Linked DNA regions of Rattus norvegicus: regions 1, 2 and 4 are each linked to region 3. Evidence: chromatin contacts called from public Hi-C data. All regions are on one chromosome and are shown on one strand. The core of a region is the stretch at or near the end of the contact, and the rest is flanking DNA. Distances in the headings are between cores, read along the strand shown. Region 1 overlaps Itpr1 (inositol 1,4,5-trisphosphate receptor, type 1). Region 2 overlaps LOC102547466 (a long non-coding RNA gene). Region 3 has its middle 48 kb from the start of Bhlhe40. Region 4 overlaps Itpr1 (inositol 1,4,5-trisphosphate receptor, type 1).

The links. Hi-C and Micro-C count contacts between places; a contact is called where the count stands out from the background.
Region 1: a Hi-C map of mammary epithelial cells shows a contact between it and region 3, with 4 times the contacts expected there. The contact joins two enhancer-like sites. A contact is called at or near these places in 2 of 12 Hi-C or Micro-C datasets (mammary epithelial cells and psoas muscle).
Region 2: a Hi-C map of the A7r5 cell line shows a contact between it and region 3, with 2.6 times the contacts expected there. The contact joins two enhancer-like sites. A contact is called at or near these places in 6 of 12 Hi-C or Micro-C datasets (the A7r5 cell line, frontal cortex, kidney and 3 more).
Region 4: a contact with region 3 is called in a Hi-C map of the A7r5 cell line, with 3 times the contacts expected there. The contact joins two enhancer-like sites. A contact is called at or near these places in 2 of 12 Hi-C or Micro-C datasets (the A7r5 cell line and kidney).

What each region holds. Positions count from the first base shown.
Region 1 is chr4:142,971,337-142,977,864 of GRCr8, reverse strand. The region is part of intron 44 of Itpr1 (inositol 1,4,5-trisphosphate receptor, type 1); the gene reads right to left. Among named protein-coding and RNA genes, the nearest start is that of Bhlhe40, 200 kb to the left of the region's middle. Within about 2 kb of position 2,829, at least 60 of the 93 cell types and tissues checked have an H3K27ac peak or open chromatin away from gene starts, as enhancers often do.
Region 2 is chr4:143,078,765-143,086,034 of GRCr8, reverse strand. It overlaps LOC102547466 (a long non-coding RNA gene), which reads left to right. Exons shown (of 2, transcript XR_001837663.3): 1 at 1-7,270. Among named protein-coding and RNA genes, the nearest start is that of Bhlhe40, 92 kb to the left of the region's middle. Within about 2 kb of position 1,639, at least 84 of the 93 cell types and tissues checked have an H3K27ac peak or open chromatin away from gene starts, as enhancers often do. A contact at or near this core is called in the A7r5 cell line, kidney and liver, where this site is marked.
Region 3 is chr4:143,218,883-143,225,821 of GRCr8, reverse strand. No RefSeq gene overlaps it. Among named protein-coding and RNA genes, the nearest start is that of Bhlhe40, 48 kb to the right of the region's middle. Within about 2 kb of position 1,416, at least 84 of the 93 cell types and tissues checked have an H3K27ac peak or open chromatin away from gene starts, as enhancers often do. A contact at or near this core is called in the A7r5 cell line, kidney and liver, where this site is marked.
Region 4 is chr4:143,047,831-143,055,067 of GRCr8, reverse strand. All of the region lies in intron 60 of Itpr1 (inositol 1,4,5-trisphosphate receptor, type 1), which reads right to left. It overlaps LOC102547466 (a long non-coding RNA gene), which reads left to right. Exons shown (of 2, transcript XR_001837663.3): 2 at 3,021-7,237. Among named protein-coding and RNA genes, the nearest start is that of Bhlhe40, 120 kb to the left of the region's middle. Within about 2 kb of position 2,592, at least 11 of the 93 cell types and tissues checked have an H3K27ac peak or open chromatin away from gene starts, as enhancers often do. A contact at or near this core is called in the A7r5 cell line, where this site is marked.

The sequences.
Region 1 (6,528 bases), core at 1,580-4,079, 250 kb after region 3:
CAGGTTGAAATTACACGGTACTCATCTTGGTTAGTTCAATATATTCCAGCCCTGGCAGCAGTAGTATGCATCCAAGCAGGTCACTGACCTGAGCCAACTTGGTGCCCTTTAGAAGTACTGAGTAGGGGCTGGCAGAGAGCGTGGAGATCACCTAATCCAGCCTCCTACCTGATGACAGGCGTATTACCAAAGCTGAGCAGTCACCTCATGCTACTGCCTGCCCTGCGTGGTGTTCCTGCTGTACTGGCCGCCCTAGCAATGCCAACACACCCAGCCCGGGGGCCAGAGTACCCTTGCTCTTAACCCTGTCCCATCTGGAAGATCTCAGCATCAATGTCTCCTCCGCGAGTGTCCTCCCCTTGGGGAACAATCTCCCAGTCTTGCTATACACTAGATGTTTGCTGGTTCCCTCGCTGTCTCGCCCACTGAATGGCACACTATTAAAGTCAAGACCGACGCCGTCCCTGCTTCAACCCGCACAAGCATTTTGTCCAGCACTCAATATTTATTGTCTTAATGAATGGATAACAACCGTAAGGGAGGCACAATTCCAGAAACCTTAAGCTGAGGTTTAATTCTGGGCATGTGAGAGCTCAAAGTCCTGCTAAATGGGGAAGTATCACACTTGAGGGGGGCAGGCTGAAGGACAGCGTGGAGCTGGCACTTAGCAGGCTTTTGCTTCTAACTGCGGGACAGGTTCAGCCAGGCTGGGGATCTTTAATCCGCCCAGTTAACTGTTAACCAATAGGGCCTCAGATACACAGCTGTCTGCATGTTAACTTACTTGGGAGCAGGAAGGGCAATTCTTTGTGGGCTTCCGCCTCAGAAGCTGGCTCCCTCCCCAGGCTTGACAGCTACAAACTCTGAACAGCCTGAACAGGGGTGAATAGTCTGTGGGGTCACGTTGCAAGAACATTAATAAAGCCACATTTCTCAGACACTGGCTGCTGAGGTTGACTCCAACACCCTCCCTCAATTATAGTGCCCTCCCCATCCCCACCCCCTTTAAAGTCTTGAATTTTTGGAACAGTGGTGAAGAATTCATATGGTTTACAGAACCACAGCCTCGAGTGTCTGAGCCACACTGATGAAGTAAGCTCGAAACCCAAACTGGTAAAACACAGAGAGCCACTTTCAGAGGGGATCTTAGTGGCCCCTGGGAAATAGAAGTGTGGTAGGTTCCGAGGAGACAGTCAGGGCTAAGACGCAGAACTGCAGTCAGCTGTGACCATCAAGAAGGTTCTCAGGACTGAGGGCTCCGGGTTTGTGTCTGAGGTGACTGAAGGGCCTCACATCCAGCACACAGTAGGGCTGTCCCTGCACAAACTCAGTGACAGGGCACTTGCCTAGTGTGCTCAAGGTCCTGGGTTCTATACTCAGCACCAGGGAGAAAGAGAAAAATGTCTCAACCAAGAAGTTAACTCTGTTGGAAGGTTTCCAAAGGGAAAGTCCCTCAAGTTACTCAGAGGGGGAAAAAAATTACCTACTCAGTCTGGAATCTAGGATGTTTTATGCAGATGTCTGCAGCTCCAGTTAATGAAGGGAAGTCAGCCGGCCTTTGATTATTCAAACAGGCTACCTCTATTAAGGATTGCACAATGAAGCAACGAAGGGGTGGGTTTGATTTTTTTTTTTTTTTAATTTTCTACTTTAAAAATCTTAAGCCTGTTTTGCTGGAACTATTTTCCCCTATGGAATTTTCTTTCATCCCAATTTATTCTTTTGTACTTGTTAAAAGCTTCTGCTCTGGTGAGAGCGGAGGGGTCAACAAAAAGTCATCATAGAAACCTGGGTGGCTTCCCTCAGAAGCCAAGGTGCAGGGAGCAGGGAACCAGCCACAGGATTCTCAGCCATAAACCTTCCTTGCTATATATTGGAGCCTGTGTGTGTGTGTGTGTGTGTGTGTGTGTGTGTGTGTGTGTGTGTGTGTGTGTGTGTATACGCACATATGCGCTTGTGCTTGAGACAGACGGAGGATCAAACCCAGAGTGTCACCCTTGCCAAGTACACACTGTCCCACTTAGCTAACTCCCTAGCACATGACTTTCTTTCTTTTTTTAATGTGGGTTAATTTGACCTGTAACTTTCAGGTAACAGGGAATCACCCACATAGTCTAAGAACTATCACTGTGGGACAAACTTCTCTTGTTTTCCTATCGATCTCTTTTATAAAGTGTGATTCTGTTTCCTAATAAATGGCGAGAGGGGACAGATGTCATTCAGCTCAGGGCAAGAGCAGAGACCAGGATGTAGGGAAACACAAACAACTTCTCTCTCCTCCCCGGGCAAACTGCTGTGCTAGGGGCGACGGAATCCACCTGGTTCCGGAGCAATCTAGCAGGAGACAGAGAGCTTCTAACAACCCAACCAGGAGGATAAGCCCCAGCAATGGAGGGAGTGGCTATGAAAATCTCGGGGAAATAAGACAGGGGAGGGTGGGAAAGGAGCACCTTAGGAAAAACTCTTCTAAGGCCCTGGGGCTACACAATGGGGGTGTTTGTGGAAGGGAGGGAGAATAGTCCTGTTTCCTGAGGCAGCTCCAAGAAATCACGAGTGGGCGTGAGAAACAAGGAAGCTCATGGATTAAAAAGAAAGAAAAGAAAAGGAGGGGGTGGGGAGCCAGGGAAGGGGAGAGCAGGATCCTTGAGAGACAGGGGAATTAAAAAACACCATGGCAACAATGCGGTCCACCTACTACCCCTGGCCGCCCACCCACAGCCTGATTCTTTACTGACGCATTTTGAGAACAAACTGGTTCCTACCAGCTCAGGAAGGTGAGCAAACCCAGAGTGCTCGTTAAATCCCAGCTCTGCGACTCTTGCCTGCCTGCAGATAGAGAGCAAGGAGGACATAAATAGAAGTTATGTAACGTCTCTTTGTTGATTCCTGTGCTCACCAAAAACAGGCGGCATGACCTGGTTTTTCTTTAAAGTTCGCCTCGGCCTGCTGGTTGACGACTCTCAAGCAGTCAGGAACCATCTTAAAGTTTAAACAGCAGGATGGAGACTTCCGGGTTCAAAGGAACTCAGGCCCAAGTTAGGAGTCCTTGGGGCAAGTTATCTTTGGATATTAAAAAAGAAAGAGAGAAAAACCACCACCACCACCACCACCACCACCACTACCACCACCACCACCACCACCACCTCCACTACCACCACCACCATCACCACCAACAACAAAAAAACAGCAACAAAAACAGGTGAAAAATCTTGGGATTTCCTCTTAGGCCTTTCCTGATGAAAACTGAGAAATTGAGGGTAAACGCCCACCTCAGAGCCTCAGGAGACTGGCTGGGGTGGGGGTGGGGGTGGGGGTTTACAGGGAGATGAGTGAATGAACAAAGAGATAGAAAGGAAAAGAAAGCAAGCTTCAGTGCCCCTAGGTATAGTGGAGGAGCTGGTTTACTATAGATAAAAAGGAGGGGGAGCATATAGAATTCACAGGTACATCTGGGAGAGTCTAGAGTAGATGTGACAAGACTGCGGGATATTGTTTGAGGAAAGGGGGAAAGGGAAGAGAGGGGAACTATGAACATCATCTACGAGGCCCAAACATAACAACAAGAGCAGGCAACCAAAAAGGTTGGGTTATATAGGGAAGAGCGGCTGAGCCCCTGGACTGGAGAAATTACCAGTAACAGGTTAGGATTGAGGGTCACAGGGAGAACCTCCAGGCCAGGCCTGCTTTGACATGCTATATAGCCACCTTAACCATTTGTCCCAGATTTGAAACCTAACATCTGTAGGGAGCCGTATTGGATTTGGGCAGTATTAGAGATCAAGATTTCAAGCTAAGTGCTGGGTTCTAACTACCTTCCAGACACAGGTGGCTGTCTTTCTTTCTTTTCCTTAACAGGCAAGACAGTAAGAATCCGGTAGTCTACAAGGCCTCCCCACAAACAAGATGACACAACACAAGCACTGTAAAACCAACAGGCCCTCAAGCCTGGCCCGTTTTGTCCAGGTCCTCCAGTAGCTGAGTCTGGGCTCAGTCATAGACTCTCCTAGGCTTCCTTCTAAGGAGCTGTGCTTACAGGATGTGCCCCTGAACCAGAAGACTTCTTGCTTAACCTGTTGATGGTGTCAGACTGTTTCAAACACTGTTACCATGGGAACTTCCCTAGTGATCATTCTTCAAGACAGCATTACAGGTGCTGGGCCCAGAAAGCTTTTCCTGAATCTTTGAATGTACGCATAGACTTGGGAGACTTTTAAACCCATAACCCAAGGGTTTCAACTCAAATGTTTTCAAAGGTTGGACAGGTAGGCATTAGTCAAATGAGGGGTAGGCTGTGATGATCCTAGAGCACAAAGATGGCCCACTTTAGTGCTTCAAGTATATTTACGTAAGTTCAGGGCTCTGGGCAAGTAAAATCACTCCGGTGAGCTATAAATCAGCCCAGTGGCTGACCTTCGGTAAGGGATGCTGTGGCTCTCATTGTGCTGTGGAATTGACTTCCTCAACAGAGGTCTGAGGTAGTCAAAACCAGAGCACTTAGATCAAGCGAGAGGCTGGGGATCAAATGAAAGCAATTAAGGATAACTTCGTCACAATATTAAAAGGTCCAGATGACTCACATTAACGACTAGGACATGAGGTGGTGGTTGTTTGTTTTTAGTTTAAAAAGATCAAAGATCAGCAACAGGGATTCATGGTGATTAAGCGCAAACCCCTCACCTAACCCGGAAGGAGAGAAGTACAAGCTTCAAAGCAGTTGTTGAAAAAGCGGGGCAACCTCTGGTTTGGCTGTGTCACTGAGCTGAACCAGGAGTCTTTGTATGAGGCCATTAGCTCTGTGCCTTCTCCTGTTCTCCATCCCTGCAGAGAAGCAGCTATTCCCCCTTCCACAGCACAGAGAGTGAGGAACTGGCAGGAACCGACACATCTTCATGTGCCGACGCGGCAACGTTGCCAGGTAACAAATGTAGAAATGTACTCAGAAAACTGTATGTGACAATATGCACCCTCCGCTCTGCAGCTGATAACCCAGAGAGTGCTAAAACACTATGTTCTCTTAACACTTCGGTTTTAGTGTGAAAATAAAATTAAACGGGATACTTCCTCTTGTAAATACAAGGCGGGCGTACCTCTCACACATGCATGCCAAACTGGGAAGAGTAGAAGGGGGTTTGCAACACCCATCACAGGTCTATCCCAGCAATCTCGCTCCCTCCGTAAGAAGTCCAGAAAGCACCAAGCAATGCGGTGACGGAACAAGAGCCTTTTATATTCCCCTCCGGCCAGACAAAGCAATGCATGATGACAATGCAAACTGAGAAGGGTTTATACGGCATCATGAGACTGAACACGCTTCCCTGTATGGGCTCATGAGCCGACCTTTAGAACTGATTGGATATGCCAAAGCAGCAAAGGCTTTCTACTCACATCAGTCAAGAACTATGGCCTTCTCGCACCTCCAAAGATAAAGCAGACAACTGCTATCTAACAAGGCCACGGTCAGAGTGAACAGTGTACTGACGAACTTCCTGCCTGTGTGTCATATGGAATGTAGGTGAGAGAGTGGTGACGGAGAAAGACTTGTATTCAGACGTTGGTTCTGACAGTTGGGGACTGTGAGTAATGCTGGATTCGTTGAGCCTCAGTTTCCTCATCTGTAACTGGGGCCTTCTCATATAACTCAGCATTGTTAGGGATACTCGATGAAGGTATCCCTGACTTTTCATTCCCTTTTTCATTTCCTCAATAAAAGAATAGTCTTCAACCAGCAAAGGTCTGGTAGGCAGAAACGAGGTCCACTTTACCTACTTCACAAATGGGTACAAGGTGAACTCTAGTGAGTCTCGCATATGCCAGTGAGCATGTGCTCTTTAGATGCAAATAAAAAAGAATCACTGATAATAGAATCGAACTCTTCTTAAGACTTTTGATTAAATGTGCTGCTTTCCATGTCACAGAGTTTCACAGGAGAGTCTTCTTGTCACTAATTTTCATGGACCGGGGAACCTGAAACTTGAAGGACGTGAAACTTGTAATGTGTACAAGTTTATTTGGCAAGCAATGCCCAGGCTGAAGGGAAGAGCCTTTCATGGTTTCTTCTTCTGTCATTTACGGCCAAGTTTACTGACAAAACAAATCAAAACCAACCACACAAGCCATCTTCTGAGGCACTAGACCGACAGAGCATCCTCCAAAGAGAAGGCTCGGATGACATTTGTCTTACGAAAAGGTGCAAGGTCCCCAAAGGGGGCATGGACCCATGTCAATGTTAGGGAAGTTGGTGGAAGCTTCTCTGCACCCTGAGAAACCAAAACTAAGATGTGAGAGGAAACATCTATGCAGCCACCACCTAGCCCTGGCATTCTGAGTGTCTTGAACTCTGGGACCCTGTTTCCTCTTCAGCAAATAAAGGGGTCGCAGTAGCACTTTTCACTTAGGAACTGAATTGAATTGAAAATGAGCTCAGGCAGAAGGGGTGCCTAGCTGGCTTCTGGTACCCCTTACTTATTATTAGTTATTATTAGGTTATTATTAAGAAAAAAAATGAAGAAGTTAGCCCATAAAGTATTT
Region 2 (7,270 bases), core at 390-2,889, 140 kb after region 3:
TACCGAGAAAAAAAAAAAAACCGTAATCAAAACAAAACAAAGCACCATGGTTCACATAAGTTAAGGGAAGATATTCTTTGAGTTGTTGGTTCTTGAGTGAGTCTAGCTATGTAGCCTGTCACTCATGCTGACCTTGAATGGATAGCCCTGCCCCGCTTCATAACAGCTGGGATTATGGGCCGAGGCAACCACGTCCTGCTTTACAAGTTAAGAATTAAGACATGAATCAAAGCAATCCCTGAGCAGTCAGCCAATTCTGAAACCTTGGGATGGGGAGGGCACACAAGTGGTCACAAAGAAGGACCTGGGCATCGAAGGCTTTTCTGTAATCTGTCCCGTCCTCACTGTCCTGCAAAATTCCTGTCCTCTGCACGACCTTCTGGCAATAGTGTTCAGTAAGACTAGTCACACACGGTGGGACTGAGAGCAGAGTTGTGGAACTTCTGAAGTATTAAGAAGAAAATGAGGAACGGGGGCACACAGCTCATATTTTGGTAGCATGTGTAAAGCCTTAAGACTTGGATTCAATCTCCTGGACTTTTTTTTAAAGGAAGAAAATGAAATTTTGGGGTACCTAATCCCCACATATAAAAATATTGTCCAGAAATTGACAACCAAGCAAAACTTCATGCTACCAAATGAGATAAAAGTGGGACACTTGTTCACCTAAATCCTTTCCCAGGAACGCCCCACCTTACAAAATGCCACTGGCCGGGTTCAAAGTAATGTTAAAAACAAAAAAAAAAGTAGGGTGTGGTAACTCATGTCTATAATTCCAGCCCTCCGCATGTGGGAGCTGGAGGCAAGGGGGAATCAAACGTTTATAGTCAATCTCAGCCGCTTAGCAAGTTCAAAATCAGCCTGGACTACAAGAGACCACGGCAGAAGCAAACCAGGAAAAACGTGTTATTCTCAAGACACAAAATTGAACGTCTGTGGAATAAGAACGCACCGTGAGGCTAAGATAGGGATTTTGAATAAATCAATGCAGTCTGGCGGCTTCTGGAACATACCTTAAGTTAGGTGTTGAGGTAAGAGGAGAAGTGTCAGTGTTCTGACTTTGGAGGAGCCTGGTCTATGAGACAACAGCTTAATAGGCTCACAGGAAATGTGGACAGGTGGCCTCCACACAATGGATGCCCATGATTACTGCCTGCCTTGTGTTGAGAAGTCACAGGAATTGTGATAACGGCGACTTGCGAGAGTGTTGTGCATGCAGCTATAAAGTGGGAGAATGTAGCAGGTCCTGGTGACTTCCCTCACAAGACTCCCACGGGGCAATGTGTGTGCAGCTTTTGACACCCACTTCCTTTTCTGCAGAAACGCCCTCTCTTCTAATGTTGCCGACCTAGACACCCTCTCCTTTCTACCAGAGCTAGCTGCTGCGCTGCTGCCTCAACCGCACCCACGTACTTCCTCAAATCCCTACAGCCCACACTGGAGCCAACTTTGCTGGATCTGGATCAGAAGAGGGGTCTCAAATTGCTCCCGGGGGCGCGCCCTGAAGGGCGTGGTGAGGACGAAGCCCCGCCCAGCGATCTGAGCTGGCTGCTCCAGCAGAGGCCCACGTGAGCTGTTCCCCTGCTCGCCCTTGGCAGTTCGCAGACGGGTGCAGCGGGGCTGGGGCGAGGGAGTGCCTGGGAACAGTCTGTGTGCTCCTGGCGCTGTGCCTTGCAGCTGGCGGGAGGGTGGGGTCGCCCTGCCCTGCTGGGAGCTGCTGACCGGAAAGCTGATTGGGGATGGGAGCCCCTGACTCCCCCCTCCCCCTCCCTCCCCGCTCAGAGTCTGGGGACCTTGAATGTGAGGCAGAAAGACTATATGGATAGCATTACTATTTGGAGCATGGAAAGACTCAGAGGTTCCTTTCCAGGTTCTTTTCTGTCTGCTCCCTACCCCGGTGACCTTTGCTAAGTCACTTGATCTAGGGGTTCAGTTTCCCCAAATTGTCCTGAGGGGCTGAGGCTTGTAAGTAGCCAGGAAGGACACAACATATCATGTCACATCACATTCACTCCATGTCTAGTGAGTATTTAGGATGTTCATCCATGCCCTCATCCCGGGGGTCTGGTGCCTAGTGCCAGCACTGTGCCAGTTAGGTGCTGGGGCTCCAGAGTGGGCAGTGAGGCCAGCTTGGTCTCAGCTTCCTCACCCAGCTACAAATTGGCTTCAAAGGTCATGAGAAAAGGCGAGGTCTATGACGTACTTCCTGTAGTCCCTGGCACAAAATGGGCTCCTAACCCAAGCTACCGGCTTCCGGCTGCACAGAGGTTTGGAGACTAGCCTAGTCTGGAGAAGTGGAAACAGACCTTGCAAGCTGGGTGTGCACAGCGCAGAACAGGGCTCAGTTTCCAGGCTGCTGGCTAGCCAAGAAGGAATGCAATTACTCATTAAGCACACTCCCATTGATCCCTGTCTTAGCAAAAGCTTCTCAGCGTTGCTTTCAAATTTCCAATCCAACCCCTGTTTTAAAAAAAAACGAAAGAAAGCCCAACGAACGGTTCATGGACGTTTCCCCCTGAACTCACACTTTCTAGTGAATAAGAAGGAAACAAGATTGGTCTACTCAGTGGTGATTTGTGTATGGGGATAACTTGGAGATGAAATTACCAGCATATAATGGCAGAGTTGGTAAAACCACATAGTCTTCAACCGTCACTGTGGCGCTCTGCTCTAAGTCTGGAAAATATTCATACTTTGAGCCTTAGTGGTAATATAAAAATACTGCTGCCCCTGCTGCCACTAGGTGGTCCTCAACAGCTGTTTCTGTTTTGATGTTGTAGACTCCTGTCCTGACCTTAGTTTCACCTTTTTGCTGTCAGTAGCCACTTGAAGGTCCTGTTGCTACAAGAATTAAGGGAAAACCCATTAGCAATGAGTTATAACCACACCCCTGACTTCTGCAGAATGTTGAGTAAATCAAACTTCTGTTCTTTCTGGAAAAAACCTGCAGCTGAAACTGGGATCAGGGCTAAAGAAACCCAGCTGGATTCTGTGTCTGCTTGTCACTGACAGTTTCTGTTTACGATCTGTTGATCATACAACATATTTTCTTGAGAATGGGTCTAGCTTTTCTAAGTCTAACATGGTGACATCCCACTGTGGGATGGCTCACATCTAAAATACACAAGGACAGCCAACTGATCCTGACCCCTTTGCTCAATGCTGAAGTCAGTGGTCTGTTCACACGTATTAACAGTTCCCAGAAAACAGTAGATGTTGGCTAATATTATCTATAAATAGTAACTTAAAGATAACTAACTAAAACATGGAGAATTGCAGGGTTCAACACTTTTGGTTAGCCCGGTTTTTTTTTTCTTTATTTATTTCAATCTTTTAAAAAGTTGGTGAGTTGGGGTTGGGGATTTAGCTCAGCGGTAGAGCGCTTGCCTAGCAAACACAAGGTCCTGGGTTCGGTCCCCAGCTCAAAAAAAAAAAAAAAAAAAAAAGTTGGTGAGTTTAGATGCTAATATTTGTGGTTCTTAAGATTGATATAAAAATCCCAGTTGTCTGTTTCAGATCTCATTTTAGTCAACCAATTTTTTTTAACGAGTATATACTACACTACATAAGTATGGCATTATTATCAATATTCATTGAGAATGTTCTATGTGTGCACTTAGTGTGTATGTGTGTGTGTGACATTTCTATAGGTAGCTATACATTCACATCAGTGATGTGTTTATATATTGCTATATCTATATGTCATATCAATCACTCAGCATTTATAGACTTGTCCCCTCTCTCTTCCACCCCTTTCCTGCTTTCTGTAGTATTGGGGATTAAACCCAGGACCTTGTTCACACTGTGCTACTGTTCTACCACTGAACCATACCCCTAGCCCATTACTGTTTTTAAAAGTTTTTCCTGTAAAGTTATGCTTACCACTTTGTGCTGGTCTTAAAGCCAGGAACTTCCTTCCTGGGCAAGTACTCTATTCTTGAGCTAGAAGTCTTGGTAATTTATAATGTTTAAAAAACACAATTTGCCTTATTTTCATTTATTTATTATTATTTTTTACTTTAATAGAAATCTGACAATGTTTTGGGGATCTTACAAAAACCATAATTTCTTTACTTGAATAAGACGATGGAGAGTTTTAATTTAAAGCATAGCAACCACTTGAGATGCTGCTCATAAAATTGGCATCAGATGATGACAGTTTTAAAACAAGGGTTTTTAGATTTCAGAAAGTGAAATGTAACTTGTGGCTTATCTTGTGCCTTCAGTAAATTTGAAAGGACAGGAAGTTACATTAACATGAAGAACATTAATGGGTAAAAGACATTAAGTAAGGTTTTGGCTAAGTGAATCTGACAGCAACTTTCAGCCCCAGGGTTTTATGTATGTAAGTGTGGTTGGGTATCATTGATCAGTTTACAAAATTCAGTCCCTCTGTTCTCTGTCTAGTTCTCCTGAATTAGTTTGATTTGGGTATTGCTTAATCTGTTTAAGAAGTGAGAAAAAATTATGACAGGGTGGAAGGAACTATCCAATAACTTCTGAGCCTAGTTACTATGGAGTCCCACAGGACAGTAAGGCACTGGGGTCACTAGCACACTCTCAACGGAGCTATGGCCAATGCAGGCTCAGTACACCAGAAGGAGAATCACGGCCTTTCCCCGGGCTTCTTCTTTCTGTCCTTTAACTCTTTCTGTGTACAAGCTAGAGAAGGCTGAACACATCCCAGGGCTGGGAAGACAGAGCAGAGAAGTTGGAGGAGACAGTACAATCTCCGGTGGCAGATGCCGAGAAAGGAAAATAATCATGGCCTGTTTAGTGTCAAAGGGAAAGGGGGACTGTGTGACATTCAGAGGAGAAAAGCTACCGTGACAGATCTAGGGGAAATGGGGCTGGTAAGGGAGACAGAGAGTCGGGGTGTTCTAAGGAGAGAACAGAAAGGAAAAGGACACCTGGGAAAAGCGTGCTCATTCTCTCACCCCTGGGAAGTACAGTGCTGGTTATTACAGGTGTGTGTGTGTGTGTGTGTGTGTGTGTGTGTGTGGGTGTGTGTGTGTGCACGCGCACACATATACTAGCACATGTTGGGGGGACAGTGCCTCTCATGCAAGAGGAAGTGGTGAGAGATGGGGATAATGAAAAAGGAATCGAAGGACTTTGCACAAGCAATGAGGACCAACTAATCAAGAGTGTCTTGACAGTCATACCTCAGCGTACTAGCATACAGCCAGGGCCATGAGTCAGAACAGATAAGCATTTTAGTGGAAGTTGTCAACTCACATTTTAGGATCCACAGAGTGGGCAGGCAGAAAATCAGCAGAAATATAGAAACCCTAAATGTCCCCAGTAACCAGCTTGCTCTAAGTGTATTTTGGAGAATGGCCCACAAAGTAACAAATGCCCAGGAGAATACACCTCCTTTTCAAGGGTATATGGTAAGTTCACAGTTAGATCATATTCAGACATAAACAAATATAAATAATTGAGATCATTTAAATTATGTTCTCTGGATGGAGGGGGGTATCTCCATGGGCGAAACTGCTTGCCCCGAGACCTGACGGTCTGAGTTCGATCCTGGGACCGACACGATGGAAGGAGAAACTGACAAACTGTCCTCTGACTGCCAACACACTGTGGCACATGCCCAGCTCTGCCCCCACAAAATCAGTAATTAAGTAAATGTAAAATTGTGTCCTCTGATCACAATGGATCACACTCTAAGTTAAAAAATGATGTCTGGACAACTTTAAAATATCTGGAAATTTGCTCAATGCTGCAGAATAATTAATCAGTTAGAGAAAGGGTTAAAAGAAATCCAAACTCTTTTGAGTTGGAATGGGAATGAAAATGCGCTCCATTAAAGTATGTGGGCCTGAGCCAGAGCGTAGCTCAGAAGATCACGTACAGCATTAAATGCTTATACTAGAAAAGATAAAGGTCCAAGAGCAATGATCTAAGCCAGTGTTTCTCAGCCTTCCTAATGCCAGCCTCTAATATAGTCCCTCATGTTATGGTGACTGCCCCTGTAACCATAAATTATTTCATTGCTACTTTATAACTCTAATTTTGCTACTGTCACAAATCATGTTATAAATATCTGTGCTTTGCTATGGTCTTGGGTGACACTGTGAAAGGGTCACATGACCACTGAAAGGGGTTGAGACCCAAGGGTTGAGAACCACTATAAGAAAATAAATAGAAGAACAAATTAAACCCCCCCCCCCATACCAGCAGGGCAGAAGTAGAAATCAAAAGTAGGAAAAGTTACCTAAACCAAAAGCTGGTATTTGAAAAATAATATTCATTAAAAAGAGGAAGTAGATGTAAACTTCAGTCGGCAGACTGTACAGGGGTGAACCCTTGGAGTGGACCTGAGGTGGCTGCAGCTGCTCTAACCCTGAAGCTCTACCATGGAGATCAAGGTGCTCTGGGGATGCTGAGGAAACAGAGGCTGCCTAAGCTACAGCTTAAGAGGAAGCAAGGCACAGGGAGCAGAAAGAAGTAATATCTTAGCCCAAGTTCTGGGTCATTCCTGTAGGGATAATCTCTGGAGGACTGTGTGGTAGCATCACCTGTCAATAAAAAGCTGATGGCTATTAGCAAAGGGCAGGAAAGAGAAAGTGGGAGTTCTGGAAGAGAAACTGAAACTCTGGAAAAGAGTTAGATAAGGGAAGATTCGCCCTGGACTCTGAGGAAGTCAGATGTATGAACTAACCAGCCACGTGGCAGACATAGAATAGTATAAATAGGTTAATTGAGTTACAAGCTAGTGGGAAGCAATACCTACTATAAGACCAATGGCATTTATTAATATTGTCTTCATATCAGTATTCGGGAACTGGGGAGGGCGCAGAAAATCCCAGAGTCGTTACAAGTCCATTCTACATTGTGTAACTTGGCACTTGAAAAGGCAGAAAAAAAAGAAAGTAGAAGCAAATTTCCTTATATAGATGGTAAGTTATAATGACCATATAGTAGAAAGCTATCTGAACACTGTTCAGCAGAAATCCTGAAACAGGAAGCTGACAGAAAACGAAGGTTAAATTCAACATAGGAAGGATAATAGATTTGGAAAAAGACGATGATTACCGAACTAAAAATGTCTGGAGCCTGCCGTGTTGGCTCATACGAGCCATCAAACCGTCATAGCACTCGGAAGGTTGGGACAGTAGAATTGCCAATTTGAGACCAGGCCTGGATAAACAGCAAGACCTTAGAACAAGTTTTTAAAACCCTGAACAACAAATGGAACAGCCAGAGAGAAGTTTAGAGGTTGGAAAAAATTGCAGAACAGAATTTAAGATTATTAAGG
Region 3 (6,939 bases), core at 167-2,666:
GCCCAATTATGGAAACCTTCCCATTGCTAACACGGAACAGACACAGATATTAATTTTAGCATCTAGACCAAAGTCTAGAGGCTCAGTTCTCAAAATGTGGGTTCTAGATCAGTAGCTCTTTGGAAACTTGTTAGAAATATAGAGTTTCAGCCCCACCTCAGTCCAATAGAACCCAAATCTGCTTTTACATAAGGTACTAAACGCATTCAACATAAAACTATATCTTTAGTGAAAGCAAGAGTGGGTAAAAGAGGGCGGTATCACTGAGAGAGAGGAGGCCACCTGATACCACAGGTGTTCTAGAAGCTTTGGATCAAGACCCATTTCTGCTCTAAATACTTGAGTGCCCCAATAAACTTCATTGAGTATGTTACATCTTAGCAGTATTTACCGTAGTAGAAATTAAAACTGCTAAAGTTTTAAAAAAAATATATCTATAATTTGGGGCAGGAGAAATAGCTCATTGGTTAAGAGCACTTTTATGACTCTTGTCCAGGTCCTGGGTTGGGTTCCCAGCACCCACATGCTCTCTCACAAGGTCAGTACCTTCAGGGTATCTGATGCCCTCTTTTGGCCTGCACAGCTACCATGTTGCAGGGAATCTCTCTCTCTCTCTCTCTCTCTCTCTCTCTCTCTCTCTCTCTCTCTCACACACACACACCACCACCACCACCACCACCACCACCACCACCACCATAATTCACTTAAAAGTAATAATCTAGGTGTTTCAGAATCCATGGCTATAATTCTAGAACATGAAATAGGAGATGGCTTTACCGGGAAAGAGCCTTGACACCAAGCCTGTTGACCTGAGGTCAATTCCTAAAACAAACATGGTGGAAGGAAAGACCTGACTCTAGCAAATTGTTCTCTGACCTTTCACACCAGTTCTCCCTCTGTGTCTCTGTCTCTGTCTCTGTCTCTGTGTCTTTATCTCTGTGTCTTTGTCTCTGTGTCTCTGTGTCTCTGTCTCTCTCTGTCTCTCTCTCTCTCTCTCTGTCTCTGTCTCTGTCTCTGTCTCTCTCCCCCTCCCCCACCCCCCCAGTACAAAGATAGACCCTGTCTTAAAATCTTAAAACAGCAAAAACAGATTGTGTGGTGAAAACATACATGCAAATTCTGGTCCTGACTAACTCCTAGAGTGGCTGAGAGACTTAGACGCGTCTTTGTCCTCTCTGAGCCTCCATTTCCTGATCTGTTTTACTGGGGAGATGATCTGTAGCGTTGGAGCCCTCCCAACTCTCCTAACCCTCTCTCAAGGTCTAGGAGGTCTCAGACAGAATTTTAGAGCGATTATCCTTTTGCCCAGAAGAGGGCGATGGAGACCGGCCATGGCTGGACCACTTCTAACCCTGAGGCGGTTCACAGAGTCCTGATCCAGACACAAGGATCCCTCGTGATTGGGGCGGTTTCCTTGGCACCGGCTGACACTGGTATCCCAGGCCACCTGGGCGGTCCCAGTGAGAGAATGAGCTCTGGGCGCCTTCCATATTGACCCAATACTGGCCAGTCTGGGATGTTCAAATTCCTCCTATCCCAATCTGGGAAAAGTCGCAGAGATTTGGTTTGAGGACAGACACATTGTCCCCACCTGCACTGGGACTTTGGGTGAGAAACCACCCAGAAGCTATTTACTCCAAAGAGAAAACTGGGCGGGGTGACCGGAAAGGAACAAGACATAGTGCTGCGCCAGGTCCTTGGGGATTGCCTGCCACTGGCGGGCGGCGCTTGCATCAGCGCAAGCCTGGGCTGGGACAGGGGCCTGGCCACCAGCGACGTCAGCCTCTTTCCCAGAAGAATTCCACTTCCTGCGGCCAGAGCCCCAGAAGTGTGGGAGTGTTGGGGGTTGGTTTCTTAGGATGACACCACTCAGTATGCTGCATCTCCTCATTCGCACACTTTGTTGTCATGGAGACGAACAGCATCCTGACAGCCCTGGAGAAGCCAACTCGCCCACAAGAAATGACCCGGGCATGGCCAACTCAGGAAAACACTGACTGTGTGGGGTGCTGGGTCAAGGAAAACAGCAGCTACAGGTCTCTGAATTTGCCCCAGGGAGGGATGGGAGAACCAATTTCTGTGTTGCGATTTCAAAACTGGAGGCGTCTTAGCCTGAGCGCATTACAACCCAGAAAAAAAGCCTTGAAAGCACGTGGCTAGCAAAAGTTTCTTCCTCCTCCCCCTCTTTCCCCTCCTCTTCTTCCTGCTTCTCCTCTTATCAGCTTCTTTCCCTAATTTTCTTAGGACTATTAAGATTCCCTGATCTCATCCTTGAAGCAGTGTTAGAATTAATTCACTTTGGTAAACGTTAGTTAAGCACTCAGGGTGTGCCAGGCAAGGAGGGAAGCCAGTCTGAATAGAAACGCTTGCAAAGTTACCCGGGTAAAAACAAAGACCTCCTTTGGTCTTCAACATGACTCAAGTGCTGTTATCGCCTTTTCTGGGGAACTATCCAATTTGTGGGCGATCTCCTAGGAAGTCAGGTCAACTCATGCTCTCTAACCATTACCGGACACCTATCGGAACAGCCGCTAATGCGGCACGCGTGATTTTTCCTCTGATGCTCCACTGTGACTGCGTGACACTAAGCATCGAATCTCTAATTATGGGTTGATAATGTGAGATTGTTAACCCCCAATCACGAGGAAAACTTGCGTCTGGATCAGGAGTCTGTGAACCACCTCAGGGTTGGAAAAATAACCCTAACTAAAACGTGTTTTAAGATACAAAAATAAGCTATAGCTTATAAACACAACTGACATTGACTGGATGGCTACCGTTCCCTAGGCACACCGTGAGTTTATTTAAGTCACTATTAATACTCAACCTGCACATAAGGAAACCGAGGCACAGGGAGATGAAATAATTTGTTCATGCCCAATAGCTAGGGACGAATGAATGCTTAATAGCTAACAGAGTGCCATCTTGGTCTGTACTGGGGGTTTAGTACACTGGCTTCTGCTTTGTGGGGGAACAGAGTACATTGTCTACAAATCACCCCTAGACAAGTGCTTTCGTTTGAGTCATTTCCACCAAAGAGTACTATAGTTTTCAATTTTGTATTTCGTTTTATTGATTATGTGTGTGTGCATGCATATGTGTCTGTGTGTCCATGTCTCTGTGCATGGGTGTCTGTGTGTGTAGGTGTTTTTGTCTTCATGGGCCATGATGCACTCATGGAGATCTGAGAGCTTGAGGAGCTGACTCTCCTTCCACAGTGGGTTCTAGGGATCAAATTCAGGTTACCTGCTGAGCCACCTCACTGGCCTACAGCGTACTGTTATTTAAATAGTTGCATTCATTTTTTTCTCTATCTGTAAAGAGCTAAGCTGGCAAGCAGGTGCCTACAATGTTGCCCAGCCTAGTTGAGTCTTCAGAATTTGGAAAGCACTTTCCTGCCTAGAATCTAAGGGTACCTGCTTCTTTGCTGTGTACCCTTGAGAAGTATTCAGAATCGTTCCTCTTGGTCCCGATTTCTATGTGAACTCCAAGAGGTTTATACAGAGAAGATTTTCCACCTACTAGTGATAGCAATGTCTTTCATAAAAGACTCAAAGCTGCTGTGATGACCCAATCCTAGAAAACCCAGCAGCCTGGAGGTACAGGCTGCCATGTAACCTGGGCTTCCAGTAAGGTTCTGCCTCGAAAAACAAGCACTCGGAAGGAAACCACCTACAATAGCCACAAGGAAACAAACCAACAGGTGATTTGATAAATAAGATGAGATGTGTTTGGATGTTGGAATATTAGTCAGCCTTGAAGGGGATTAGGTGCAGAGACAAGCTCCCACAAGAAGGCAACTTGAAGATGGTGTTCCAGGTGAAGCAGACTCAAAGAATGGACCTGCAACACATATATGGATAGATAAAGATTCAGAGTAGAGGCTCTTTTACTTTTTTATGGTTTGTTTATTTACTATTTGAATACATTGTAGCTGCCTTCAGACACACCAGAAGAGGGTCCGTTGCAGCTGTCTTCATGTACACCAGAGAGGGCATCAGATTCCATACAGATGGTTGTGAGCCACCATGTGGTTGCTGAGAATTGAACTGTGGACCTCTGGAAGAGCAGTCTGTACTCTTAACCATTGAGCTATCTCTCCAGCCCAGAGTAGAGGTTCTTAGTGGGTGGGGAAGAAGCTCCTGTTTGGTGTCACTGGCGTTCCATTTGTGGCCATAAGCAAGCCCTAGAGACAGGCAGTGCTGATGGTGGCACAGTACTGAGGATGCTGTCATGATCCCAGCATGCACACTTAACACTGAAAAGTGGGACTGGGCATGTAGCACAGGCTATAGAATGCTTGCTCACCTAGCATTCATGATGCCCTGGGTTGAATCCCTACTACCAGAAACAGCATGGGTGGTGTGCACCTGTAACACTGCCCAGGAGATGCAGGCAGACGTTAAGGTCATCCGTGGCTTATATAGGGAGTTCTGTCTGTGTCAGCCTGTATTACAGGAAACCGGTTCCTTTAGGGAAAATATCTATCTCTATCTAGATATATATATAGATAGATATAGATATATGTGATATTGCTATATGATATGACATATATCCATATATGATCTATATTGGGGAAAAAAGGAAAATGAGCCACATTTGTGATCTTCGTTAGTTATTTTTATTTTTTTTGAAACTGGGGTTCAAATCCCCAGCCTCCCATTTGCTAGGTGGAACTCCATCCCTAAGCTATACACCCAGTCCAGCAGTCTCCATCCTTAGTCAATTCTCTCTTGTTTTAAAAAAAAAATAGTAGAGCGCTTGCCTAGGAAGCACAAGGCCCTGGGTTCGGTCCCCAGCTCCGAAAAAAAGACCAAAAAAATAAATAAATAAATAAAGGTTTCTTGCACCCTTCACCCGAGACCTATCTGCCAAGGTTGTCTGGATCCCTGCCTGCACCTGAAAGGCAGCGTCATGCCCTTAAAAATAGCACAATCATGTGTTTTCACCAAACACAGGAGGCTGGCACTCCCCTCAGGTGTTCCAAATGAGCAAGATTTGGCTGGTAGGAGAGAGAATTAGGAGGTGAGTCACCAGTGGGGCAGGTGAGGTCATCATGGGGTGACCGTCTGCATGGAGCAACCCTTCCCAGCCTGTCCTCTCAGCCGGCTGAGCTGGTAGTCTGGCTTCTCAGCCATGAGGTGAGGTGCGGTGGGGCGAATTCCTTTGGATGACTCAGTGGCTTGACTCCCCCAACAGATGGGATCTCTAGCTGAACACAAGGCCAAGGTCAAGACCCGAGCTGCCACAACATGTCTGTCCTTAATGAAGAACAGAAAGATGAGCATCCTTGGAGACTCAATCGAGGAGAGGACCTCTTCGCTCTTTGCTGGAATGCTAAGTATTTAAGAAATGAAAGACTGGGTCTTCTTATCTTGATGGTCCTAGCGGAGCTCAGGAGGCTGGCTCCTGGAATGGAGGGCAAATACTTATTCAATGACCATGACTGTGAAGACATCCAGGCACAAATACAATTCCACACTTCTTTGCTGTGTACCCTTGAGAAGTATTCAGAATCGTTCCTCTTGGTCCCGATTTCTATGTGAACTCCAAGAGGTTTATACAGAGAAGATTTTCCACCTACTAGTGATAGCATTGTCTTTCATAAAAGACTCAAAGCTGCTGTGATGGCCCAATCCTAGAAAACCCAGCAGCCTGGAGGTACAGGCTGCCATGTAACCTGGGCTTCCAGTAAGGTTCTGCCTCGAAAAACAAGCACTCGGAAGGAAACCACCTACAATAGCCACAAGGAAACAAACCAAATGCTCACCAACAGGTGATTTGATAAATAAGATGAGATGTGTTTGGATGTTGGAATATTAGTCAGCCTTGAAGGGGATTAGGTGCAGAGACAAGCTCCCACATGAAGGCAACTTGAAGATGGCGTTCCAGGTGAAGCAGACCCAAAGAATGGACTTTAGCATGTAATTTCATTTACATGAGACACCTGCAACACACATATGGATAGATAAAGATTCAGATTTCTGTGAAGAAAAATATATATTTTCTTTCTTATGTTTCATGGTGGTATCTTGTGTTCGCCAAGGGACTCAGAGCTGAAGCAAGACATTTTCATTTTCCTGAAACTGACTCAGCTGTGATGGGCACAGCCATGGTACTGGTCCAAAGGTAGCCAAGCTAATGCAGTTAGTCTGGTCGTTCCTAAACGGTAAGGTAAGCATGTGTAGTGTAGTAGTGCAGGCATCACACACCCATAATCCTAGGCCAAGGCAGGAAGATCTGAGTTTGACTCAAGCTCATCCTACATAGGGAAACCTCATCTTCGAAAGAAGGGAGGGGCTGTCGATACAGCTCAGTTGGTAGTCAAATCAGTTAAGTTGGTAGAATCGAAAGTTCAAGGCTATTCTTGGTATGTAACTTTGGGACTAGCCAGGTTTACATGAGACTCTGTTGCCAAAAAATAAAAACGTGGGGCTGGAGAGATGGCTCAGTGGTTCAGAGCACTGACTGCTCATCCAGAGGTCCTGAGTTCAAATCCCAGCAACCTCATGGTGGCTCAGGACCATCTGTAATGAGATCTGATGCCCTCTACTGGTGTGTCTGAAGATAGCTACAGTGTACTTATATATAATAAATAAATAAATCTTTAAAAAGCTGAGAAAGTGGTACTATAGAAAAAGGACCATTCAGGGGTTGGGGATTTAGCTCAGTGGTAGAGCCCTTGCCTAGGAAGCGCAAGGCCCTGGGTTCGGTCCCCAGCTCCGAAAAAAAGAACCAAAAAAAAAAAAAAAAAAAAAAAAAAAGAAAAAGGACCATTCTTCGCCACGTTACTGCATGAATCTTGCAATTGCTTGGGCCCTTCCATTGTTCTCAGTATATGAGATGAAAGAGAAAGTATTGGTTTTATTTGCTTCTGCCTCCTGCCACCTCTGTATTTACATCATTGAGTCAGTCTGAAGTGGTTTAAGGTACACATTG
Region 4 (7,237 bases), core at 1,343-3,842, 170 kb after region 3:
CATGGCGGTGTCTACCCTGCTATACCCCATGATAAACATTCATGCTACTCCACATCCACATTTATTCTAATCAATTTCTCAACAGAGCGACAGGCAAAAGATCAGCCCATAAAACATTCTGATTCAAAGCCACTAGCTAGAGCTCTGAAGAGTTTCTCTACCTGTAATCTGTTACCTACGGGTCAGCTTCAGTGACCTGCTGCTGCTGAACCTCTACACGCCTGTCTCCATCATGTAGACACATAACTCCATGTTCCCACCAAGGAAACATCTCAATTTAAGGGATGAAATGCTGAGGGGGAAATGAACTCTGTATTTTAGAAGACAGAAGCATGTGGCCGCTGGGTAGTGAGTTTTCTCTTGTCAGGGTAAACTAGCTTCTGGAAAGGGGTCAGATGTCGGGGATTGGCTGACAGAGTCGTGTACCCAAATCCACGGAGGGATCTCACAGTCCAACTTACCCAATCAAAAGCCTCAGCTATCCAACCTCACTGTATTAAGTTTTGTAGAATTATCCTAGAGGAGAACGAAGACCCCAAATCTTACTGTCATTGTCAAGCTCTGACAGTGGCAAGCTCTGAGAACCCACTATCAGCTGGATGCAGAAGAGGATGCAGATTCCACCAGCACAGATGTGATCAAAGTTCTGACTTGGGTGTAGGAGACAGGACTTAAGTCCATTTTCAAATAAGATCTTAGGAATTAATCTGTATTTGCAAATTGTATATCACTGTGGCTGAGAATACAGGTGGGCCTCTTATCGTTATTTGAGCTCAAGTGTGTGTAAGTAGGAAAGCACTTTAAAAGTGTAACAAAACCAACATAAACTATGGGAAACCTTATTTCACATGTGTGGCACTGAGCATGGTGCAGTGGCCACAAAGATATGGTCGATGCATCTGGGTCCTGGGACCTATTTCAAAGGAGATATGTTTGCCTTGGACACCTGAGTAGGAAGTGGGTCTTCCGTCTACGGCCCAGGTGTAATGGTCACCAGTGTGGCTGGAGATGGAGGTGAGGGTGGACAGGCAAGGTAGCTTAGAGTGTAGCTGTCCAGTGGCCCAGGAAGGGTCTGGGATAGAGAGAGCGAGGAAATGAAGGAAAGAGGAGGGAAGGAGCCGTGAGAGAAGAAAGGCTGGTATGGGGCACGCATAGTGAGTAGCCACAGGCTCATTTGCAATTAACTTATTACTGCTCAGCAAATGGATGCCCCAAGGCCAAGCTGGCAGCAAACTCCTCTAAGGTCAGGCTCTCTAGTGCCCTATCTGCTTAGCAAAGCTTTTACAAAACACAAGATGGATTTCCAAAGAGTCTGTGTCAGTGAAATCTTTAAGACTCCAGGAGACCCTTGTATGGGTGTGCACACAGCTTTGAATCTGGGGAACAGTAACACATGACTGAACAATGACAGAACCATGAGGCTGTGCTATGAATTCCCACCTTCTTCTGCATGCAGCATGTGTGACATCTACCCTCCTCCCAGTTCCAGCAGTGACTGCAGGAAGGTCTTTGAACTCGCGCACAGTTCTTCTGCCTAAGAGTCCTTGACTGAACTTTTACTCTTTCTGTCCCCCCTCCCCCAACTCCCCCTGCTCTATACATGGGACATCTGTGACTCTGGGATATGAAGGCCCTGCTCAAGGAGTCCATAAAGCCATCCACAGAGACAATGTACCTTTAAACCATAGTAAACAGAAAGAGTGCTGTGGAACACTCTCTCAACCTTACGGAGCATCCAGGACAGCAATGAAAGGCCATGTGTTCTAACCCTGTGATAACCCTTCATTCTCTATTTCTTAAGAGATCTTCCATGAAAAGGTAGGGGAAGCGGGTTTTCTGGGTTATGACCCCTTTGCTGTCTCCTTAAATTTGTAATGTGAAACTGGGGTAGGAGGAACCCCACTAAAATCCTAACACGTCGAAGACAACCTTACTGGAATAGAATCCAAGTTCTGTGCTGAAATAACAGATCCTTAAATGTGAGAACCTTGGTATTGCCAGTATTTTAATGAATCACCTGGCTGTTAGGTCAAATCTCCAATTACGAAGTGGTTAAAATTAATTAGCAATTCTAGCCAGACTCTTCTCTCAGTTTCCAGGTGGTTTTTGCATGTGGCTCAATAGGATAAGCTCCTGCTGGGTGAGGTTCCTCATCAAGAGGGTTCCAGTCTATACAGAGACTCAATCTGAGAAGAAAATGCTCAGAATATGCAATAGAGTGAGAATGTGTGTGTGTGTGTGTGTGTGTGTGTGTGTGTGCGCACGCGCGCGTATATGAGTGAATCCTGGGATTTTTTAATGTCATTACAAACTTGTCATCCACAAGTTCTGTAGCCCATGAAGAGCTCTAGTCACTTGCCCTGAAGTCTACTCAGGATCAAAAGCATGCCCCTGCCTTGGTCGCTCTTGCATTTTTGGGAAAGCCATCCTTGACCAAGACATTCCGTTTCTAAATGAGTTCACACTGTGGGGAATGTGTGTGGTGGTAGTGGGGGGAGGGGGTCACACGGCATCTGCCACTCTGGGTCTGCTCTATCCTTCTTGGTCTTCCTCACTCGGCTTGCTGCTGGCATCTCACATGCCAATGCTATGAGGCACTGTCTGCCCTGGTCCTCCCACAATCCAGTCAGGCACTTCCCATCCTTGCAAATGCTTCCTGTGTCAGAGCACAGAGACTAACTGAAGCCACAGCCGGAAGCAGGCTAACCACAAGTGCTAAAGTTCTGGTTAGTTCTTTTCTAGGTAAAGTTGGAAAAGTCCCTGCAAAGGCAAACACTCAAGTTTTAGACATGGGGGTGGCACTGATCAGCCACTCCCAACACATCCTTGACTGGAAAGAGGGAGTGTGTGTGTGTGTTTGTGTGTGTGTGTGTGTGTGTGTATGTGTGTGTGTCCGTGGGGGGGGGAAGGGGGGAGTTAGGGGTAGGGTTTGGAGCAGAGCCAGGGAGAGGAAGAGCAGAAACGGGTAAGAGAGGATGGGCTGTGTCAGCACTGCTGAGGCAGGTGCTTTCTCTTCCCAGGTTCACGTGAAGGTGCTGTTCTGAGAAAGACTCCAGAGAATCTATGGCCTCCTCAGAGGGAGCCTGCTCAGGTAGAGAATTCTGTTTACTGCATAAACAAGGGAAGGTTACTTACCAAATCCTTCCTTCCTTCCTTCCTTCCTTCCTTCCTTCCTTCCTTCCTTCCTTCCCTCCTTTCTTTTCTTTTCTTTTCAGTTTTTCTCCTAGTAATGTATTTATTCCCTTCCTTCTTTTATAGAACGATTAGAACATGAGGACTTGGGGGTGGGGTAAAGGGTAAACATATGGGTCATGGAAGAGAAGACAAGTTCTAGAAATGGAATTCTTAAAAAAAAAAAAAGAAAGAAAGAAAGAAAGAAAGAAAGAAAGAAAGAAAGAAAGAAAAGAAAATGGAATTCTTGCTTTGCTCCCAAGTAACCCCTCTGGAAAATGTCTAGATAGCAAGACTGTCTTTTCAACTCAGATGGTAATTGCAACTCTATGTCTCTGGTCACACTAGAAACAGAGGCCAGGAAATAAGCTGGAGTTCAGTCTTCAATCCCTCGGAATGCTTAGAGGAGGAGGGAGACTGAAGGTAATACTTAATTTTGCCAAAGCAGACATGTAGGGTGCCCAGCAGACTGGAATCAATTTCCCCTTTGGTGAGCAAGACTGGGTCATTTACGCTGAAGAAGAAATGAACTGTTCTTTAGAGCATTTGCTTGTTATGCTCTGTGACGTTCTAATTTACACATTAAAACCCCTAGAAAGTATATTCCAACTTGGTAAAGTCAGTGGAGGGGCATATGAGGCCCAGAGGCTTTTAGGGCAGCGAAGCTATTAGGTGTGATTCTGTAGTGACAAACCACACGTTTGTCAGAAAACACTGGATCAAACACCAAGAGCAATCCGACCAACATGGCCTGTGACTTTCACAACAGTGTCACAGTCTCTGTGTCTGCTGCTACTGATCTATCTGTACCTATCTATAGCTATATCCTCAGTAGTCTGTATTGGGTTAACTGGAGAGAAAGAGGAAGGAAGGGAAGAAAGGAAAGGGAGGAGGTGAGAATTGATACATGGGAAGATGCGCTTCCTGCCCCATTTCTCTGTAAACCTAAAATTGCTCAAAAAAAAAAAAAGTTTAGTAACTGGAATAAAAAAAAGCTCTTCTACCTGGAATTTCATCGCTACCTCAAATAAGCTGCCAATGAGAATCCAGTCAGCCTAAACCACAGAGACGCTGCTTTTTCACGGCTTCTGTACACATCCACCACAGATTTGTGACTGTAGAAAGAGCAAAGGCCTGGATCAAAGCTAGGCAGGGTTGGAGGTGTGACTTTCTCCATCCACACAGGACAGAGTGAGTCAGCTCACTTAGCTCAGGAGGTCCTTTCTCTTTTCTGTTTTCTTTCTTTCTTTTTTTTAAGAGCTCACTAGCCGTTGGCACTTGGTGACAATATGGATCAAGTAGTTGTGAATGTGTCCCCTAAAATGAATGGCATTGTATAAAAGCATTGTAAATCAATAAAATCACCTGCTCACGGTCACATAGCTCACTTAGAGGCAACACTGTAACCTAGATATCAAGACTCCTACCTAAACTGTTTTCTTTCTGTGGGGTAAGGTTTTGGAGACCCCGCTTTCTCTTTGACCAGAAGCTTATCCAAGCTGCTTACAAGCGTGCTCAGAATGACATTACTGCTACAGGCGCATTATATAATCTTCAGCAGGCCTATGATGACCGGTTACCCTTCCTAGACTTAGTTAATCGTTGTTCTTGGATGATAGAGCACAACAAAGACCAGCTCGTGCCAGCATAGAGAGCCGCACCCTTTTCTGATGAAATTCCCCTAGCAGCCAGCTGCAGAATCACCCTTTCAAGTCAGTCTGGGGCCACAGGTGGGGTGTTCCCTGGGCACCCATAGGGAGTGTGAGAAGGCAGAGTTCACCACTGGGAGTGACACACCTGGCTCCTGGGCACCTGAGGCTGCCACGTTGAGCAAGCCAGAGGTCAGAGAGGAGAAGGAGGTAGGTCAGCGGCCTGTGTTAATAAGAAACAGTCTGGCAAAAGTCGCTCTTTTCCTGAATCCAGCATCCAAGCTGGCTTCTGACCTGCTGCTTAGACGGCTTCTCTTGCAGTTTTCGAAACCAGCAAAGAACTGACCAGAACGTTCCTGTTGGAGACCTTGGCAATTTTCAGTGGTTTACTGATTCTTTTTAGATTCTGTGAGTTTTCAACTTTGACATGGTTGACCGAATTCAGGGTTTTCTTGTTTGTTTTGATGCCTAATTTGATGACTGAATTTCTAAAATCCTTTCCCCCAACCAGGGGAAAGTCCTTCAATTCATTTACCTTTGAACAGCCACAAAAACACATAGCTAGGTATGGTGGCACATGCACTTGGGAGGCAGAGGTAGGAAGATACGGGGAGTTCAAGGCCAGCTAGGGCTCAATAGTGAGACCCTGTCTCAACACATGTAAACTCACATACAAGTACACACACAGCGAAGAGCTGTTTCATGTACCTTGGTGTGTGTTCGGAGCTCTTTCAGCTGGGTTTACGGAACAGGAAGCCCAAGACAAGCTTTGCGCAGGGTCACTGCTTTGCAGATATTCTGAGGGCAGGCTAGGAGCAGGCTACCACTCCTCCTGCCACAGTTCTCCAGCTCTGCCCCTGCTGACCGGAAAGTGGTTTGCAGCGATGGTGCCACCTCTGAAGAACTCGTGCCAGAGCTTGCCTATCAGATGCAGGCTTTCCAGATTCCCCCATCCTCTCCAAATCACCTATCCTAACCTCTAAACACTTGCAAGCCTGAGTCTCCCCTGATACCACTTTGAAAGGTCGTACTCAAGTCCTTTCCCTTCCCCATGTTCCCTGCAGGCATTCACTGTGTAAAGACAGGTCTTAAGTAATTTCTATTGTGTGCATTTGATAAGACAGTCCACTTCACGGTACTTTATAGGTTGAGTTTATTTTTTTACCTCTTTATCAACTTTTAAACTTTTTAAAAAAAATTTTTATGGCTGGTAGCAATATGATACTATTGAGTGGTTATATCAGATAAAGTTGGTATTTAGAACCATCAGGAATGAATGCAGGAGTTAGGGCAAAGGAGTTACAGATGAAGCCTGGAAGGGTGGCGGCCCAGTGGACTGTGTGATAGACAAAAAATGGCAGGGTGGCTCAGTATACATCTTTTTCTTTTAGTGTATTAGGCCTGCCTTGTTGGGTGATGCGTGTGTAAATATTCACTCTAGGGATATAAGCATGTGCTCTCCTAGGTGATGAACACATTTCTCCATGGCTCTATCCAACCTTTGCTGCTACAACCCTGATCCCTGCAGCCTGGAAGACCAGAGTCAGGTGTCTCCACTCCCCGTGCTCCCCTTCATCATCTCAGACCCTTTAGGGCAGATGATGGGTCTGCTCCACTTTCTGTCAGAAATGATGTAACGTACGGACAGATTGGGGAAAATCCAGAAGCGTGCACGCAGAGATGCAGGCTGGATGCAGAGTGAGTACTTCCCAACACCAGAAAGGTGTCCATGAAATGCACAGGAAGGAGGGGGCGGCCCCACCCCCTCTACACTAGAGGACAGAACATGTTATGAAGTTAGGTAGGGAAACTTAAGCTCAGCAAGCGCTTTGTGCAGCTGCCACCGACAGGAACCCAAGCTGAAGCACAGCGGGTGGGGTGAGAGCCTGGCTGGCTGGCTGGGAGGTGCATTGAATGGTGCTGACACACAGTTTCCAGCCACTGAGAAGGCAGTGCCAAATCCCTCTCCACTTCTCTTTCACCCTGATATATTCTTGAACTTGGACGTGGTGTCAGCTAACTCCAGGAGGCGTTCTGGGAATTGTATTTAGAGGGCAGCACAGGCTGTCTCCTCGCTTACGGAGGCTGAGGGCTTTTCACCAATGAATATGGCCTCCCAGGTTAGGCACAAAGTTGTTGCTATGGAGATGAGGGTACCGACACATTGATATCGCTGCCCCTGGAATTTATCAAGACACTCCCTTCCTCCTAGCATCCCCCCTCGATTTTCAGAATCAAAGTCCAAACCCCTTTACTGTATGCTTGGGTGGAGCAATGGGATGCCAATGTCACATTTCCAATGCTGGGACAAAGCACAGCTTGTGAAAACTCAGGTAAGACAGGTCAGGGTGGAGCTGGTCGCATGCTGTGCCAGCCTCTGTCCCTCAGTTATGAACCCCACTTGTCAGCCAGCAGGG